Regions from separate parts of the Mus musculus genome. Here region 1 is linked to region 2. A link is a contact called in public promoter capture Hi-C data. All regions are on one chromosome and are shown on one strand. Each heading gives the region's core, a stretch centred on a gene start, on an enhancer-like site or on the middle of the called end of the contact. The rest is flanking DNA. Distances are from core to core; before and after follow the strand shown. Region 1 holds the start of Ranbp3l (RAN binding protein 3-like). Region 2 overlaps Slc1a3 (solute carrier family 1 (glial high affinity glutamate transporter), member 3).

Region 1 (4,387 bases), core at 112-2,611, 300 kb before region 2:
TACCCACCAGGAGAGTGAAATCCAAAGCCAAGTATACACAGAAATAAATGAGGCTCTTATGCACTGTATATCCTAGATCCATGACAGGCTGCAAGGAGTTAGATGCGTTTGGAAAGTTCTTAGCCTGGGGGAGGGGCAGGGTGATGCTGGTGTCATCAGCTCACAGCCTTTCCCACTAGTGTCTTCTGTTGTCCTTATCAAGGGGATAGAGTAGTAGTTGGTCTATTTGTATCAATCGTCTGGCTGAGTAGTCAATCTGAAATGCTTTTAAAGATTATTCATGGAAAGCCTGGTGAGGTGTGGCGTTTAGGTGTCCATCAAGTCAAATGCCACACTGTCTGTTCCAGATCTCTTTGGACTCTAAAATGAGTGCCAAAATATGCATTTTCCACAACTGAATGAGTCAGAGGTCTTCACAAAGTTAGATGTAAGCAAAGCCCCTACTAGTAGTAGGACATGAGGTTAGCGCCAGGCTAACAAAGCTGCTCTTGGCTAAATTTCCTCAATAGCCCAGTCAGCCTTGCCCCATGGGTGTTTTCAATTATACACACCCTAGCACACTCTACACAACTGGCAGTGTCTAGTTTGAGTACCTGTTTCCAAGGAATATGTATTCTCAAAAGTCTTTCAAGAAATGATAATCCTTTAAATCAACAGCGAGGCCACGGGAACCTACTGTCCAGCCTATTATTCTTCCTCTCAGAGGGTGCAAGCTCTTCACCAGCCCACCCTTCCCCAGACATACAAAAGGTCAGAAAGTCACAGAGCGCAGGACTTTGCTCTCTAGACCCACCTTGCTGTTGCCGATCCTCCTGCACCTGCAGCTGACGCGTGCACGAACTGGTGAACAGGTGGCTGTCGTCTTTCCTTTGTGTTGTAGACATGGTACCAACGATCTGGCTGTGACTCGGGGACCACTAGCGCAGTTTGTCTTAGCCAGACATCAAAAACTGTCTTCAGAAGTTACTTGGAAAGAACACAGAGGCACGCGCAGATCTCGCCTCGCATGTAAAACATTTACTCCTCGAAAAGCATGCCAGGGTTTCTACTGGTCAAGAATTCTGCAGTAAATATTTACCAGTATCGCACCTCCTGCCTACAAAGATGCCAGCTTATTTGGCTGGAAACACGACTTAACTCTTAGTTTATTTTAAAGCGCCCTGGACCTTTCCCCTTTTAGAATGTTCAAAAAGAAACGACGTCTCTCGGTGAAACTAGCTCTCTCGTTCAATTTTAGCCGTTTTCAGTTCCTTCTCTGCTGTAAAGTCCAGTCCCTCTAGTGTAGAGAGGACTGCTAGAGAAACAAGCAAAGGGGGAAAGCGCTGCAGGATTAAATCTGCCTGGTTGGAGTTCGCCCCTGTGACAGTTGGATGTGTACAGTTCTTAAGGGAGGCTGGAGGGGAGGAGACTGGGCTAGCTGATTAGCATAGAGAGGCAGGCAAGAAATAGCATTCTTATTGTTTTAACGGAGTGACCAAAGCAGGGATGGTAAAGATGTCCGGACAGCACAGCAATTAACCACCTTGCTTCTGCTGCGTTGTCATTAAAGCCCAAGCCCAAAGCAGGGCTTGGGCAGTGCAGTTATTCTCAGGCACAAGCGAAATGGAAAAGATCCAGCTGGATCTGGTCAGGAGCGCATGGAAATGTACTGCTGGGACTCTCGGACTCTGTAAACAGCTCCGAGGCTCCAGGAGAGGAGCACAAAACACTACCCGGAAACATTAGCTTTGCTTCCCAGCACAGTCTCGACCACTGCTGCCTCTGGGTTGTAAGACAAGGCAGCTTGTGAGGTTTCTTGTGCTTGCCGGTCCATCACTGTTGGAAAGCAAACCCTAAACTCCTTAGACTCAGTGAAGTCATAATGAATATCATAGGTCCTGCCTTGCAGCGTGACTCTGAGCGAGACGCTCTGCTTGAATTTGGAAACTGATATAAAACACCCTAATAAGGTTGCCTCCTTATGATATCTAGAAGGCAGGGAGATGTGTCTCTTCTTGTTTTCTTCTTTCATCCTAAGGCAATTGACAATTTCCCAAGCATATTTTCATTTCTGAAAACACATGAAATGCATATATCACTTCACCTTTGTAATTCTTGTGACTAATTCAAATGAATTTTTTGTATTATATTTTGGGTTTTATTTGATAAAGCTGGCATAAAGATGTAGACTTGAAGAAGTGGATTCCTGGGCACAATCTGAGATATAAAGTTAAGTATGAAATCTACACTCTCACACCCATATGTTTGTGTGTGCATACCCAGGCATACACTCACACCTGAGACAATGCACACAGTCACACATGTATCCAAACCCAAATGTGTGTGCACAAACGCACACACATGCACACCCACGCACATGTGTTTCTTAATTCTCTGTTCCAGACAAAGGAGCAAAGCCTTTGTACACAAAGCTGGTGTTTGCCTTCATTGATGGACTCCAGCTTTTCTGTAGGTCTGTCACAAGTGCTACCATGTTAGAGACTAGGGCTGATGCTTGGGGACCCTTAGGGTTCTGCTTGGGGTTACACTATGGAGTCCTCGGCAGTGGCTGTATAATTTGCAGCAGGGATGCACCTGAGTTAATGCCCTGAGCTTTGAGTTACACTTATAACTGCTTTTTTAGGGTTAAGCGTTGTAGGCTCCAGTGGAGTGAATCCAGCCTGGCCGAGTCTTCCTTGTGACAGGACAGAATAAAGCATACCGAGGATGCAGAACAGGCATTTCCTCCACAGGCACTGCTCTTCCTCACCTTTTAGAAACAGCCACCAAGTGACTTCATACCAGCCATGCTTTGCTGTACATTTTGCTTATGAGCAAAAGCAAGACATTGGAATGGCAAAATTGCCCATGCATGTTGTAGTGGCTATTCCTGGTTGTCAACCTGACTATATTTGGAATGAACTACAATCCAGAATTGGAAGGCTCACCAGTGACCCTTATCTGGAGGCTTGGAGATAGAAGTTTCTGATCTGGATCTTGGTAAGATTAAATCTCCGAGTTCATGGTCATCTGGGATTAAAGGTGTGGTGGAACACACCTTTAATCTGGGCTACACCTTCTGCTTGAGACAATATAAGGACATTGGAAGAAGGGAGTCTCACTCTTGCTCCCTTGCGTGCTTGCCGTGTGAGACTGAGTAACTGCTAGATCCTTGGACTTCCATTCATAGCTACTACTGAACCGTTGTTGGGAATTGGACTGCAGATTCTAAGTCATCAATAAATTCCTTTATCCATAAGTTCTGTGACTCTAGAGAACCCTAACTAATACACATGCATGAGTGTGTGTGTGTGTGCACGCATATGTGTGTGTGCATGTGTGTGTCTGGTATGTGGGTGCACATGTCCATGCATGCATGTGTGGAGGCCAGAGTTTGACTTCAAGTATCTTTTCTCACCAACACCCACCCCATATTTTGAGACAGGATCTCTTGCTGAATCTTAAGCTCACTGCATTGGGCAGACTAGCTGGCCATCAAGCTGCAGAGCTCCGTCTATGTCTGCCTCCAGGACTGACATTATACCTGTTTGGGCAGGACCAGGTGGGGATCCAAACTCAAGATAAAATATTTGTCCAGCAAGCAGTTTACCTGCTTAGCTGTCTCCCACCCCCACAGGCTTTCTTATTTGGGTTCTTCCTTCTCTATCCTACCCTTTTCTTCTTTTCTGGAAACCTGCATCTTTGTGCTCTCCAAAGAGTAGAGTGGAAAGATACATTGTTACAGGTAAGAGGCTTGTCAGCCGCTACTCTTAGGGGAGATACTTGGAGCGTTGGTGTCTCATGATTAGAGTTGACAAATTCAGTTTAACAATCTAATGGTATTGCATTCACTAGAGAATTCTCTCTTCTCAGTTGAACCCTATTTACAAAGCAGAAATGCATTACATTAGTCCTCAAGAAAGTTACTTGCTTAATTCACAGCTCTCCTTTTCTCAAATATATTTGCAATATCAAGTCTATGGGTAATGATATTTTTAGTTTGAGTTTAGTTTTGAGAATTTCATATAAGTTTTTTGTTTTTGTTTTGTTTTGTTTTGTTTTTTAGACAGGGTTTCTCTGTATAACCTTGGCTGTCCTGGAACTCACTTTGTGGATCAGGCTGGCCCGGAACTCAGAAATACGCTTGTCTCTGCCTCCTGCCTCTGCCTCTGCCTCTGCCTCCTGCCTCTGCCTCTCTCTGCCTCTCTCTCTCTCTGCCTCTCTCTCTCTCTGCCTCTCTCTCTCTCTGCCCCTCTCTGCCCCTCTGCCCCTCTGCCTCTGCTGGGATTAAAGGCGTGTGCCACCACCGCCCAGCTTCATACAAATTTTGACTATATCCATCTCCCTCCCCCTTCTTTCAGGTCCACTTCTTCCCTACCTACCTAACTTGGTGTCCCTCCTTTTACCC
Region 2 (4,352 bases), core at 1,716-4,215:
ACCTCTGTACTCCTCAGAGTGCTCAAGCTTTGAAAGCACACACACTATGTTGCTTTCTGTCAATTGCCTCCACAGCTAGCAGCCAGTAAGTGGGGCCAATAGACAGAATACACGCATACATCCCAAATGAGCCAAGGAGGCTTAGCTACGAATATGGAAAATGATGATACCTTCTTCTTCATTCACTTAACCTCAGAACACTCAGAATCTGCTCTGGAGAGACTCTGGGGGCCCTTCAGGAGCGGCTGAGAAGCACACCCCCAAATTGTTCAGGTACATAGAAAACGCAGTGGTTTGTGCAGTGAGAAAGTCCTTATGCCTCAAAACAAGACTTAAGGCTCATCTGGCTGCCTATGATCTGATTTCACATTCATTGACACCCCATTGGTCTCTCTTCCACCTCCCAATTTAATTAAGATAGTTGGTGTTTATGCTTTTTTGAAAGATTACCCACAGCATCCCGGAGAAGATTTACAAAGTACCATAACTTCCCATGAATGGTTGACATGGCTCTCGGCGGCGTGACCTAACAGCATTTCCTTTACTTCCCTGTCAAACCTTTCATAGCTCTGGGCTTTCACTGAACATTACTGTAAATAGTTGGGACAGTGACAGCATGTACGTTCATGCTTCCTTCCTTTCCATCCTGTACTGCGTTGGCGCTCTGAGTCTTGCCCCGCAGCAACTGCCTAGCTGAGGCTATTCATTCACTCAATATCCAACTCCTCTGGCAAGATGCTGATGAGAGGAGGCAGGACACTGCTTAACCTTTGCCTCCAAGGTCTGGAGACAAGATGTTGACATCGGAAACGTTGAACTGAGGCCCAGTGAGAAGTCCAGAGAACATGCAGGCCACCGTGAGTGGCTTATTTTTGGTAATCCTTGCTTGAGTTTTTAAGAAGATAAACTTAGCGGCTACCAGACTAGTTCTATACTAGACTCAGCCATGACTGGTTGTGGAAGCCATTTTCACATTTAGAGCTCTTTTTGGGCACTGGGGCATGCCATAAATAGTTGCGTCAGCGACAGCGTGCGTGTTCATGCCTAGCTTAGGCTATTCATTCACTCAATATCCAACTCTCCTGGCAAGATGCCGAGTAATCAGAGTAGTGGTGTGAGCATTGGAAAGACTCCCTGCTTGGGGAGGTAGACTTGGTGGAGACCTAGACTTCAAGCCGCCTTTCTTTACCTGAGTCTGGGCTATTGTCAGTGAGAAGGAATACTCTTAGATTCTGTTTTAGCACCGTGAACACAAACTTCAAAACCCCTTTTGCCTTTCTTGGTGGAAAGTGTCAAGCACAAGACCTTTTCATACTGACATGTAGAGTCAGCCGAGAGAGCACTATTTATTTTAGCCGTGGCCCAGGTCCTCCTGGCATCCCCACTGGCCACTGCTGGAAAGTTTCAGAGATAGCAACTTGTGTGTTTCTCCAGGGTTTTCAGTCCTGCTCAATGCAGCGTGTGGATGCTGCTCCCTACACATTAGAGTTTTTTAAAAGAAAAAGAAAAAAAGGAAGAGAAAATGAAAGGGAAAGGGAATTTGTCAAGAAAGCACATGACTTTGAAAGATGGGGAGATTTACATTGTTGTTGTTGTTAATGTAACTAGTACATTAACCACATTAATATTCACTTTAGTAACTTTAAGAACAGCCTTAAGCTGACTTGTGCTAGCAAAGGACCATGAAGCTTTCATTCAGTCCTGGCCGTACCAGTAACAAATAGTGTCATTTTGTATACCAGTGAGCCTTTTGGGGTCATTGGAACCGTTTGCCAAACCAGGAGGGCCTCGACTCTAACTTAGCCCCAGTTTAAGATGGCTAATTTGGGCTTCCTGATGATAGACTTGGGTTCCAAGGGTGTTTGTGGATTCCCTGTGGGTTTATGTTCTCTGTAACTCAGTTGCACTTGCATTAAAACAAGGGCGAAATTAGGAATGTGACTGTACAGTACTGCTTGCTACAACTTGTTCTCAGCTCTGGGATCTATGCCCAGCACCAAAAATAAAATATAAAATAAAATGAAATATAAAATAAAATAACTTCAAGCTCAATGATTATGTGATGAGTTGCTCAAAGCTGAAGATACTGATGTTGAACCATGTGGTCATTGTCATTCAGACCACTCCAATCTCTACAGATCACTCAAATGTCCTCCTTAATCTGGTAAAACGATTTTTGTCACTATAGGTTTGTCCTGATTGATGGGTGGCATTACAGTTTAATCTGGCACAATTGCTAGCAGCTATTGAGTATAAATGATGTACCAGCTACTAAACTCGAATACTTGCTTAGCATATACGCTAAGATACTCTTACAGAAGTTATTTCCTAAAGTTATACTCTCCACCTTAACTCTTTTTTTTCCCCACAAAACATCTTGTAATAGCTTTTGTACCATGAGAATTGTTTCTATCTTTTAAAACACACTCCTTTACCACAGTGATTTTTGGTTGTGAGCTTCCTGATAAAATTTTGCTTTGGCTATTCTGAAGCATGTAAAATCTTCCCTAATATCTTTATCAGTGAGGCAGGGTTGGATACAGACAGTGATGTGATCAGATGCAGTGGCCCATCCCTTTAATCCCTTCAGCTCAGGAGGTGGACACAGAAAGACTGAGGCACGTGTAGAGCCAGCCTCGGCTACATAATGAGCTCAGGACAGTCAGGGCTACATAATGAGACCCTATCCCTAACAAATAAAGAAATAAGCAATATCAAAGAAGCAGCGATCTAGATTTTAACACAACTGGACATTTATATCTCGAGTATTTAAAGTTTCATGTTAACCTGGAGCCATCCCTTGTAAAAATGCCCTGTGCGTACTTTCCCCAGGAAAAAAAAAAAACCCATCCTGTTCCTTATTTCATCAACAACTTGAAGACATGGGAAGCACTTGCTGGTGTCTCAGATGCCACAGGCCCCCTCCCCCATAGGCTTTCACAGCACTGCCTGCACTCACAATGAAATCTGCTTCAATAGGCTGCAATGCTGGATGGAGACCAACAGGACCAAGTGCAGCAGGCGAGGGATGTTCGCTTCTACTTTTAGATTCAAAAGGCAGTTGCGCAATTACAGGATGGGAGCCACTGAGCTTGGCCGCAGCTCCTGGGACTAAAAGCTTTAATACGAACCAACAGTAGGAAGTGATGGCTAAAAAGGGATGAATATAGCTGTGTGCTTCCTCAGTAGAAATATTAATAGTTCACTCTGCCTCTGCGGTGGTCACACTGAGTCGGGAGTAACACGCCGGATTCCAAGCGCATTCAGTGGGGACTTTGACAATGCAGAGTAGCTATTAAGAGGGTGTTGAATCCAGTCCAAGATACGTTTATGGGGGCTCCTGTTTCCGAGCCGGCAGCATGCTAACTAGTGCAGGCAATATTGCTGGGAAGAATCGTTGCTGGTCTCTAACCTCAAGGACTTGGGAATAGAATGGGAGAGAGCCAGACAGGTAGGCGCATGACCGTAAAACAAAGCAAACTAGGAAAGCAAGCAGTACAAAGAATGTGCTGTGGGAATATGGGGCTGGGGTGGCTGTAGGGTTTGTACAGGAAATGAGGAAGCCTTGGAAGCAAAGATGCAGAGACAGGAAAACTCAAAGGCATAGCCGGGGAATACTGAGCAGTCCAGGCTGTCTGTTCAGGGTAAGCCCAAGTGGGGAAATGACCTGTGAAAAACTTAGGACAGAGCGTGAGGACACGGACTGCAGATGGGAAAGGCATGGCAGTCAATGAGCCTTGGGAAGTAGTGACACGCAGCAACCCTTAGAGAAGGGTATTTAGTCAAGAGGACAGATGGCCACATTCGCCTGGTGGGCGTGGGTCAGACTTCCTCTAGCTGCTTCCAGAGCGAAAGTGCGCCTCAGAGGGTTTCAGGTGTTCTTAAGCAATGCTTGGATGTTGTTTTGTTTTTAATCAAAACTGCCCAGGCGATGTAGTGTTTCAGAGCTGGGGAGTTGGTAGCCGCCACAGACAAGACAAGCCTTTCACCTGAGATGCTTCATGAGGAAGTAAAGCATGAATAATCAAAAAGATTCTTCCAACAGTGACCACCACCCTAGAAAGAGAAAGATGTTATTGATACAACTTTGCCACTTCAACTCATTTTATTATTGTAGTGGGCCAGCCACAGCCCCGACTCATTCATTTAAAGTCCATGTTTGCCTCTTGTTTCTTTTACCTTGCTTGTAAGCCCCATATTCTTTCTTTACCACAGTACCCCCCAGTGCACTTCTGGTAGCTACCTCAACATCCACCCTTACTCCTACATTCTGAGCTAAGTTAATTTTTTTCTACCGACCAGCCCCGTACATTATCACTGTCAAGTCAACTAAATGTCACTTCTATGTTTTT

Evidence for each region. Promoter capture Hi-C pulls out the DNA fragments that hold promoters and counts their contacts.
Region 1: a promoter capture Hi-C map of neural stem cells shows a contact between it and region 2. The contact joins the promoter of Ranbp3l here to the enhancer-like site in region 2. A contact is called at or near these places in 7 of 39 promoter capture datasets (the 3T3-L1 cell line, the C10 cell line, cranial neural crest and 4 more), 1 of 15 datasets of contacts at CTCF or cohesin (the NIH/3T3 cell line) and 1 of 115 datasets of contacts at active chromatin or transcription factors (the NIH/3T3 cell line).

Annotation. Positions count from the first base shown.
Region 1 is chr15:8,964,923-8,969,309 of GRCm38.p6, reverse strand. It overlaps Ranbp3l (RAN binding protein 3-like), which reads right to left and starts at 1,361. Exons shown (of 14, transcript NM_198024.2): 1 at 794-1,361. The coding sequence starts at 884.
Region 2 is chr15:8,662,609-8,666,960 of GRCm38.p6, reverse strand. All of the region lies in intron 3 of Slc1a3 (solute carrier family 1 (glial high affinity glutamate transporter), member 3), which reads left to right. Among named protein-coding and RNA genes, the nearest start is that of Slc1a3, 46 kb to the left of the region's middle. Within about 2 kb of position 2,965, at least 77 of the 459 cell types and tissues checked have an H3K27ac peak or open chromatin away from gene starts, as enhancers often do. A contact at or near this core is called in neural stem cells, where this site is marked.